2 separate regions of the Oryctolagus cuniculus genome follow, and region 1 is linked to region 2. Evidence: chromatin contacts called from public Hi-C data. All regions are on one chromosome and are shown on one strand. Each heading gives the region's core, a stretch centred on a gene start, on an enhancer-like site or on the middle of the called end of the contact. The rest is flanking DNA. Distances are from core to core; before and after follow the strand shown. Region 1 overlaps ARHGAP31 (Rho GTPase activating protein 31). Region 2 overlaps B4GALT4 (beta-1,4-galactosyltransferase 4).

Region 1 (4,084 bases), core at 219-2,718, 110 kb after region 2:
CAACCAACCCTTTTCAGTTCATGGAAGTCCGAAGCCTTCTCCTGTGGCTGTCCCACAGTGCAGGGAGCCTATCCAGACTGAAGTCTACCATCTTTTGGGCTTACTCCTCTGAAAGCCTAGGATCTTCTTTTTTTTTTTTTTTTTTTAAAGATTTGATTTTATTTCAAAGTCAGAGTACAGAGAGAGAGAGAGAGAGAGAGAGTCTTCCATCTGCTGGTTCATCTCCCAGATGAAAACTATGGCCAGGGCTGGGCCAGGCCTAAGCCAAAAGCCAGGAGCTTCTTCCAGCTCTCCCACATGGTACAGGGCCCCAAGCACCTGGGCCATCTTTTGCTGCTTTCCCAGGCCATTGGCAGGGAACTGGATCAAAAGTAGAACAGCTGGGACCCTAACCAGCGTCCATATAAGGTGGAGGCATTGCAGGCGGTTTTACCCACTATGCCACAACACTGGCCCCTGAGAGACTGGTACCTTTGAAAACTCAGGACTAGAATGCTTACAAGAGTTCCCAGAACTGTGTTGCTGGAGGCTGAGGCTCGCCGTGATCTCTGCCTCTGTTAGCCATCATCCCTACCTTTGGTACACGCCTCTGCCTCTTGCCCTCAGGAATATGGTCTTAGTTCTTGCTAATGTATCCTCAGACAAGGTGAGAATGAGGATCATGTTGGATTTTAGAGAGGATTTTTTTCTGAGATATTAGAGCCATCTGTAACTGCAAACATTATTGAAATACTTTTTTTTTCTTGATTTAAAAGTACCCTTGACATAACTAGTTAACAAACTAATCCCTTATGCCTTGGCTCTATTAGGAGAAAGCTTTCCAGTAAATCAAAGAAGTGGAAATCGATTTTTAACCTGGGACGTTCTGGATCAGACTCCAAATCAAAGCTGAGTAGAAATGGGAGCGTGTTTGTGAGAGGGCAGCGGCTCTCAGGTAAGATTCAACGGCGGTGGGGTTTTGTGACACATGGACTGTGTGCTAGCTCATCTTCTTCTAAGATGATTTCATCACACTAAACCTACTAGAGACAAACATATTAATTAACTAGGGGTTCTTTTTTAAAAAGACAATTTTGGCTTCCAAAAAAGTTACAGAAAGAGTACACGGGAAATCTGTGCACCCTTCATGCAGCTTCCCCTCGTGCTAACATCTTACATAACCATAATATAGCTATCGAGGCCAAAAATGAATATGGTAGTTCCCCCTTATCTGTGATTTTGTTTTCTGTGGATTCAGTTACCCTTAGTTATCCTAGCTCCAAAATACTAAGTGAAAAATTATAGGAATAAGCAAATCATCAGTTTTAAACTGCACACCACTCTGAGTAGTGTGATGAAATCTCACGCTATGCTGCTCTGTCCCACCCTAGACGTGAATCATCCCTTTGTCTAGCATGTGCACGCTGTGTGTGCTACCTGCCCATTAGTCACTGGGAGATGTCTCAGTTATCAGATCAACTGTTGAGATATCACAGTGCCTGTTTCAAGTAACCCTTACGTGGTAGCCTAATGCTACATCACAACGCCTACATCATTTGCTTCATTTCATCTCATTACAGAGGCATCATTTCATTGCACATCATCACAGGAAGAATGAGTTTCATACAAAAACATTTTCAGAAAGACACCACATTCACATAACTTTTATTACAATATACTTATTCCATTTTTACATTATTTCTAATAGTGCCTCACTGTGCCTAATTTATTAATTAAACTTTACCTTAGGTATATACACGAAAAAACAAAGGATACCATCATTCTTCAGAAAGTTCATGGAAAAATGGAATTGAAAGATGTTTATCTGGGTGTGAAAATTTTTTGAAATCCATGCATATGAGGGCTCTTCAAAAAGTTTGAGGAAATATGTATTATTTTAAAACTATGTATGATTTTAAATTTTTTGCATCAAAATAAATGTATCTTTTAAAAAATTTGTATTTAGTTGTATTTTTAAAGATTTATTTTATTTATTTGAAAGACAGAGTTACAGAGGGAGGTAGAGACAGAGAGAGAGGTCTTCCATCTGCTGGTTCACCCCCAAGATGGCCACAATGAATGGCTGGATCTGAGCCGATCCGAAGCCAGGAGCCAGAAGCTTCCTTTGGGTCTCCCACGTGGGTTCAGGGGCCCAAGCACCTGGGCCATCCTCTACTGCTTTCCCAGGCCATAGCAGAGAGCTGGATCAGTAGAAAAGCAGCCGAGACTAGAACCAACGCCCATATGGGATGCTGGCACTTCAGGCCAGGGCATTAACCCGCTGGCCACAGCACCGGCCCCCCAATGTGAATTTCGAAAGGAACACACCCAAGGTGCTGAATGAACTAAATGGTGGTAGATTCACAGAAGAGACAAGGTGTCCCTGCCAGGGCTTCTTAGCGTGGTTGCCTACAAAGTGGTTCACACTCTGCGATTTTGCCTCCGAAAGTCTGTGATGAGATCAGAGTATTGGAAAAATTTTCAAAAATCCTCCAGGTGATCCTGTTATGCATCCATGGCTGAAAGCCACTAGTTTAACATCTTATGAACAAGCTAATCAGAGACAGAGCACCAAACTAGCTAACTTTGATGGGATGTGGGGGTGAAATTAAACAGCCATCCATGTCTGTTCCAAGGGCTCTCTGGATCTGACTATTGCCTGACTGCTTTGCACCAGAGTCCTAGAAGCTGAGGCCCAGAGGGCCTTATGGTCGTAACTGTACTGGAATCTGTACTTAAAGGTAGTCTTGCAACAGAATCCACCAGTGTGGCCTCCATAAGTTCACTATGTGTTGAAATGTGCATGCGAAAGAGGGAAATCAGGGGCCAGCATTGTGGCCTAGTGGGTTAAACCACCACCTGCAATGCTGACATCCCATATGGGCACTAGTTCAAGTCCTGGATGCTCCACTTCTGGTCCAGCTCCCTGCTAATGACCTGGGAAAGCAGTAGCAGATGATCCAAGTCCCTGGGCCCCTGCCACTCATGTGGGAGACCTGGATGAAGCTCCTGGCTCCTAGCTTAAGCCTTGCACAGCCCTGGCCATTTTGGCCACCTGGGGAGTGAACCAACTGATAGATGATTTCTCTGTGTCTCTCCCTCTCTCTGTAACTCTGACTTTCAAACAAATAAATAAATGTAAAAAGAAAAGAAAAGAAAGGGGAAAACCAGGGGTTAACATATGTAAATAATGTTTTAAAATTCCATAATTAAGAGCATTTTAAAAAATTAATTCACCACGAACACTTTTGGGGTTTTTCCTTGGGGGAGGGGGGCAGATGAAGTGTATTTAACCATATTTACAAAATTGAACAGAGATTTAAAAATACACAGGATCAGAAAAAAATGGAGTACTGAATGAATGAAGATGCAGAAACTTGGGATACTGCCATTCGAATCAATTAATATTTTTCTTTATAATATCAAATAGGAAAAGTTCAAGAAATCTTCAAAAGACCCCTTCTGAGTAGAAAATCCCAAGGCTGTACTGCTGTAGTAGCTTTACCTCTGAGCAAAGTCTCAGAGGGAGGGGATTCAGGGACACAAAAGCTGCCAGCAAACTAGGGGAAGCACTTCCATGAGGCCAGACCAAGATGCAGACACAAAAATATAATCTAAATATAGGCATTGGCCAGGGGTCCTGAGCTCTTAGTTACTATCGAGGAAAGAAGTCAAGGAATCCTTAGGAAATCTCACTTACAGCCACAGCCACACAGAACTGCAGCATGGGAAAGAGAATCCAACCACCAAAACTGGACACTGGTGGCCCTGAAGGCAGAACTGCCCACCCTCTGTGACACTCAGGGACACTTAGTCATTGCCCTGCCAGGTCAACACATGGAAACCGAAAAAGTCCATAAATGTAGTTTCCTGAAAGCGAAGGCAAAGTGTGTCCAGAATACCTGAAGGAAGGGATGCTGGTCATGGTACCTTAGGATACTAAATCAGCTCATGAGCTTGTGGAAATAGCAGATCGTCAAAGGACAAGGATTCTGGCACAGTACTCAAAGTAAGGCAGTTGAAGGCAATGTCTGCCCTTGCGGAGAATTTGAGAGGGGAAGGCTGTGCCCTCCCACAGCAGGCACTCTAGTCAGAGAGAAACCTG
Region 2 (3,937 bases), core at 859-3,358:
GGCCGAGCAGACGAAAGAACAGCGCAGGGTCCTGTGTCGTTCCTCCACGAAGAGGGGGAGCGACACTGTGCATGGATTTCAGAAAAAAATTTGAACCAAAATAAACTTCTCTTTTCATCCCATTTTTTCCATGAAGTATTTGAAGTACTTTCATATACTGGGGGTAATGTGCCTGTTATAACTCCATCCCCAAACAAATGTCTGTGTGCCATGATCCCAAGATAGGAATGAAAGCAAGTTCTGAGATGCTAAAAACGTTTAAAAAAAAAGTGAGATCCACGATCAAAAGTACTTCCCAAATAGTCACAAGAGGCATTGTACTTTCTGTGCTGGAAAACTGTCTAACAAGAAGTAACCTTAGGGGCCAGCACTGTGGCACAGCGGGTTAAAGTCCCAGCCTGAAGCGCTGGCATCCTATGTGGGCACCTGAACAAGTCCTAGCTGCTGCACTTCTGATCCAGCTTTCTGCTATGTCCTGGGAAAGCAGCAGAAGATGATCCAAAGTCCTTGGACACCCTGCACCCGCGTGGGAGACCTGGAAGAAGTTTCTGGCTCCTGGCTTCGGATCAGCTCAGCTCTGGCCATTGCAGTCATCTGGGGAGTGAACAAGCAGATGGAAGAACTCTCTCTCTCTGGCTCTACCTCTCTCTCTGTAACACTGTCTTTCAAATAAATCAAGTAAATCTTTTTAAAAAAGAAGAAGAAGAAGAAGAAGAAGTAACTTTACCCTTTCTGAAAAATATTCCAGCTTCTAAACCCTTAAATGTAAAGCAAATCATTTCAAACCATGTTGGAAGTGGGCAAGGTATAAACTGAATGTGTTTTATATGGGACAAGAGATCAAGAAGAGAAAACTGGAAAAAATACACCAAGAAATTGGATAAAGTTGGAGGGAACAGAAGAATCACTTGGGAAGGAGGCAATATAAATCACTCTCATTTTTGTAATGATCACCTAGTAGTAGGCATTTCCATTATTTTACATACTCCTCTCAACAACCCTACAAAGTAGTTATAATCACTCTAATTTGATAGCAAGGGGAACTGAGGTTCAGAGATAGAGGTGTGAAAGTTGTCAGTATCAAAACGGAGTCCAAACTCAAGTCCTATCTCTGCTGCCTGTTCAACTTCCTGCTAATGCACCACCTGGGTAGCGGCAGATGCTGGTTCAAGCACTTGGGTCCCTGCCACCAGGAGTCCTGGGAGACCCGAATGGAGTCCCTGGCTCCTGGCTGTTGTAGGTATTTGGGGGAGTGAACTAGAGATGCCTAGCAATGCAGCAATAGAAGTCTCTCTCTCTCTCTCTCCCTCTCTCTCTCTCTCTCTCGTTTCTCTCTGTCACTCTACCTTTCAAATAAATAAAAAATCAACAGAAAATGAAGTCACCTGTGTCAACCCCCCCATAAATAAACCCAGGAGGTTATGAGGAAAGGGCTCTTATGCATAACTGTCTGATAGAAGCTATAAAGAACAAATCTGCCAGGAGCACATTACACAGAAGCCACCACACAAAGTACTTCCACCAGGACATCTGCCCAGCAACTGTCTGTTCAACTTTAGACTGCGTCACCCTGGTTATTAATTATTGTGGCCAAGGGGTGTTGTTTCAAAATATCTCGTGTAATTCTCCTTATTTTTTGCCTTTACTTTTTCCCCCTTGCTTCCATCTCTTTGAGTATGCCACCTGTGTATTCCCATTGCAATGCGCTATTCTCAAATAAATATTATTCTTCAGACAATCTCCCCCTCCTCTGATTGCTGCTTGTGGTGTTATTCAGGTTAACAGAGTTTAAATAATTTGTCCAACCAAGGTCAAGAAGCAGAGCCAAGCACAGGACACATGTCTTGCCGAAAGCTGGTAGGAGCCACCTGCCACTACAATCTCTCTGGCTCTCAGAGAGGACGAATCAGGGTAACCAGGCATGTGGGGGAAGGCTGAGATGGAAGGGGAGGAGAGTGCCCAGAGAGATCACAGGGCCTCAAGGCCTAACAACAACTGTGTATTGGGAAAACAATTTTGTTCAAGAGGGCTATTTATAGGGATGTTTTTCCTTAGCACTCCCTTCCCCCATCTCCTCCCCTTTGTGTTAAAAGGCGCCTGGCAGATTGGTAAAGGGTTACAGGCAGTGGACAGGAAACAATGGAACACAATGAACCGGGCAGGGACAGATCCCCACCCACCTAAGAAAATCGCTTGCTCCAGTGTTCAGAGACCCTGGGGGGAGACAGACAGAACTCAGAATGCTGGTTCTGCTCCTCCTACCCTTATCTTTCTCCAAGCCAGAAAGAGGGCAACATGCCCAAAGGGGTGAGGCACAAAGTAGAAGGGGAAGCAGAGGCAAAAGGAGGCAACAAAACAGAACAGGCCAGTCCTGAGGACTCATCTGAGGAGTGAGCTATTCTATGCCAAGACTGTCCAGTTTGGAGCTCCAGAGACAAACAACACAAGGAGCAAGCGAACTCTTCCCCATTCCAGTTGTTGGGAGGGACCCAACCTACTGCTAGAATCTACATACACCCGACCTGGTATATGTAGATTCTGGGGCTGCTGAGAGCTGCTGTTTATAGGAATAGCCCTGGCATCTTCCCCTCGGGCACGGAGCTAAATTCAGACCCTGAGCCTATGGGCAGATCTTGTACAGATTCGGATGTCAATAAAATATTAATTCAAACCACAGCACTTGGCTTTCCCTCTGGCCGTGTGAAGACTCTTCTTTACATGTGACTCTAGGAAGGAAGTGCCCTGCTGCTGTTGGGCAGCGTCCAGTGCCCATGGTGGACTGGGACAAGGAGGTCTTGTGCTGCCTGGTTTGTTCACCGTTTCTGAAATACTGAAGCCTCGTTTAATGCTACGGCTGTGCCTATGGGTCAAATGTCACCACAGTTTAAACACTTGTTAGAACACAAAAGATCTTCAAACCTCTTATTTTTTTAACTATATTCAATACAAAGGACTTATAATATAACTAAAATATTGGTGAGGAAAAACTTATTTTTCAAATAATTTCAAATGCTGTATGCAGATGTCTCTTCTAATCTCTGGCTCTGACCTCTCAGCTTCTACCCAGTCTTGCATTTTAGACTATCAAAAGTAATTTCCTGCTGAACATTCTGAAATGACTCCTGGTTTCAGAGAAGTCTTTTTATTTTCTCAAAAAAAAAAAAAGTACCTTTTTAGTTTTTATCAGGCTCCAATCTTATAAATCTGGAGTTAGCTTAGATTCTACTCTCTCCTACACCAAGCGTTTTGAACAAAACTCTAGGGTTCTGAATAAGCTGGTAGGGACAACAATCCATGCACATTTATTATAAAAAACAGGACTTCATTGCTTCTTGGCCTTTAGGCTAAGATCAAGTGTAATAAACAAGACTTCATTTGTAGTCAAACCTTTTTTATTTTAAAGATTTATTTACTTTATTTGAAAGGCAGAGGGAGACAGAGACAGAAAAAGAGAGAGGTCTTCTATCTGCTGGTTCACTCCCCAGTGACTGAAACAGCCCAGGCAGAGCCAGACCAAAGCCAGGAGCCAGGAACTCTATCAGGGTCTCCCATATGTGTGGCAGGGACCTGAGTACTCCGGCCATGTTTCACTGTCTTCCCAGGCACATTAGCAGGGAGCTGAATCTGAAACAGAGCAGCCAGGACTAGAACTTGTGCTCAGATATCGGATGCAGTCATCACAGGAGGTGGTTAACTGGCTGTATCACAACACCAGCCCTTGAACCTTTTTTCTTTCTGGCTATTCCACCCCCTCTTCTACCCTCAAATGCCTACTTGATGTTAAACTAATTAAATTAGTTCTCAACTAGGAAAGTGAAGATGTAAGGCAGTGCCTCCCAATGACTGTTTTGCCCTGACTAATGCAGTTTTCTGGAAATAAAAAGGAACTTAAATATGCAGTGCTTCAGAAAGAGAGACAGAGATCATGCATAATGAT

Evidence for each region. A called contact is a pair of places that touch in the nucleus more often than the background predicts.
Region 1: a contact with region 2 is called in a Hi-C map of an unstated tissue, with 4 times the contacts expected there. The contact joins two enhancer-like sites. A contact is called at or near these places in 3 of 6 Hi-C or Micro-C datasets (ear pinna, embryonic fibroblasts and an unstated tissue).

The regions. Positions count from the first base shown.
Region 1 is chr4:75,903,308-75,907,391 of mOryCun1.1, forward strand. It overlaps ARHGAP31 (Rho GTPase activating protein 31), which reads left to right. Exons shown (of 12, transcript XM_051819005.2): 8 at 810-934. Among named protein-coding and RNA genes, the nearest start is that of TMEM39A, 63 kb to the right of the region's middle. Within about 2 kb of position 1,469, at least 1 of the 8 cell types and tissues checked has an H3K27ac peak or open chromatin away from gene starts, as enhancers often do.
Region 2 is chr4:75,792,378-75,796,314 of mOryCun1.1, forward strand. All of the region lies in intron 1 of B4GALT4 (beta-1,4-galactosyltransferase 4), which reads right to left. Among named protein-coding and RNA genes, the nearest start is that of ARHGAP31, 7.9 kb to the right of the region's middle. Within about 2 kb of position 2,109, at least 4 of the 8 cell types and tissues checked have an H3K27ac peak or open chromatin away from gene starts, as enhancers often do.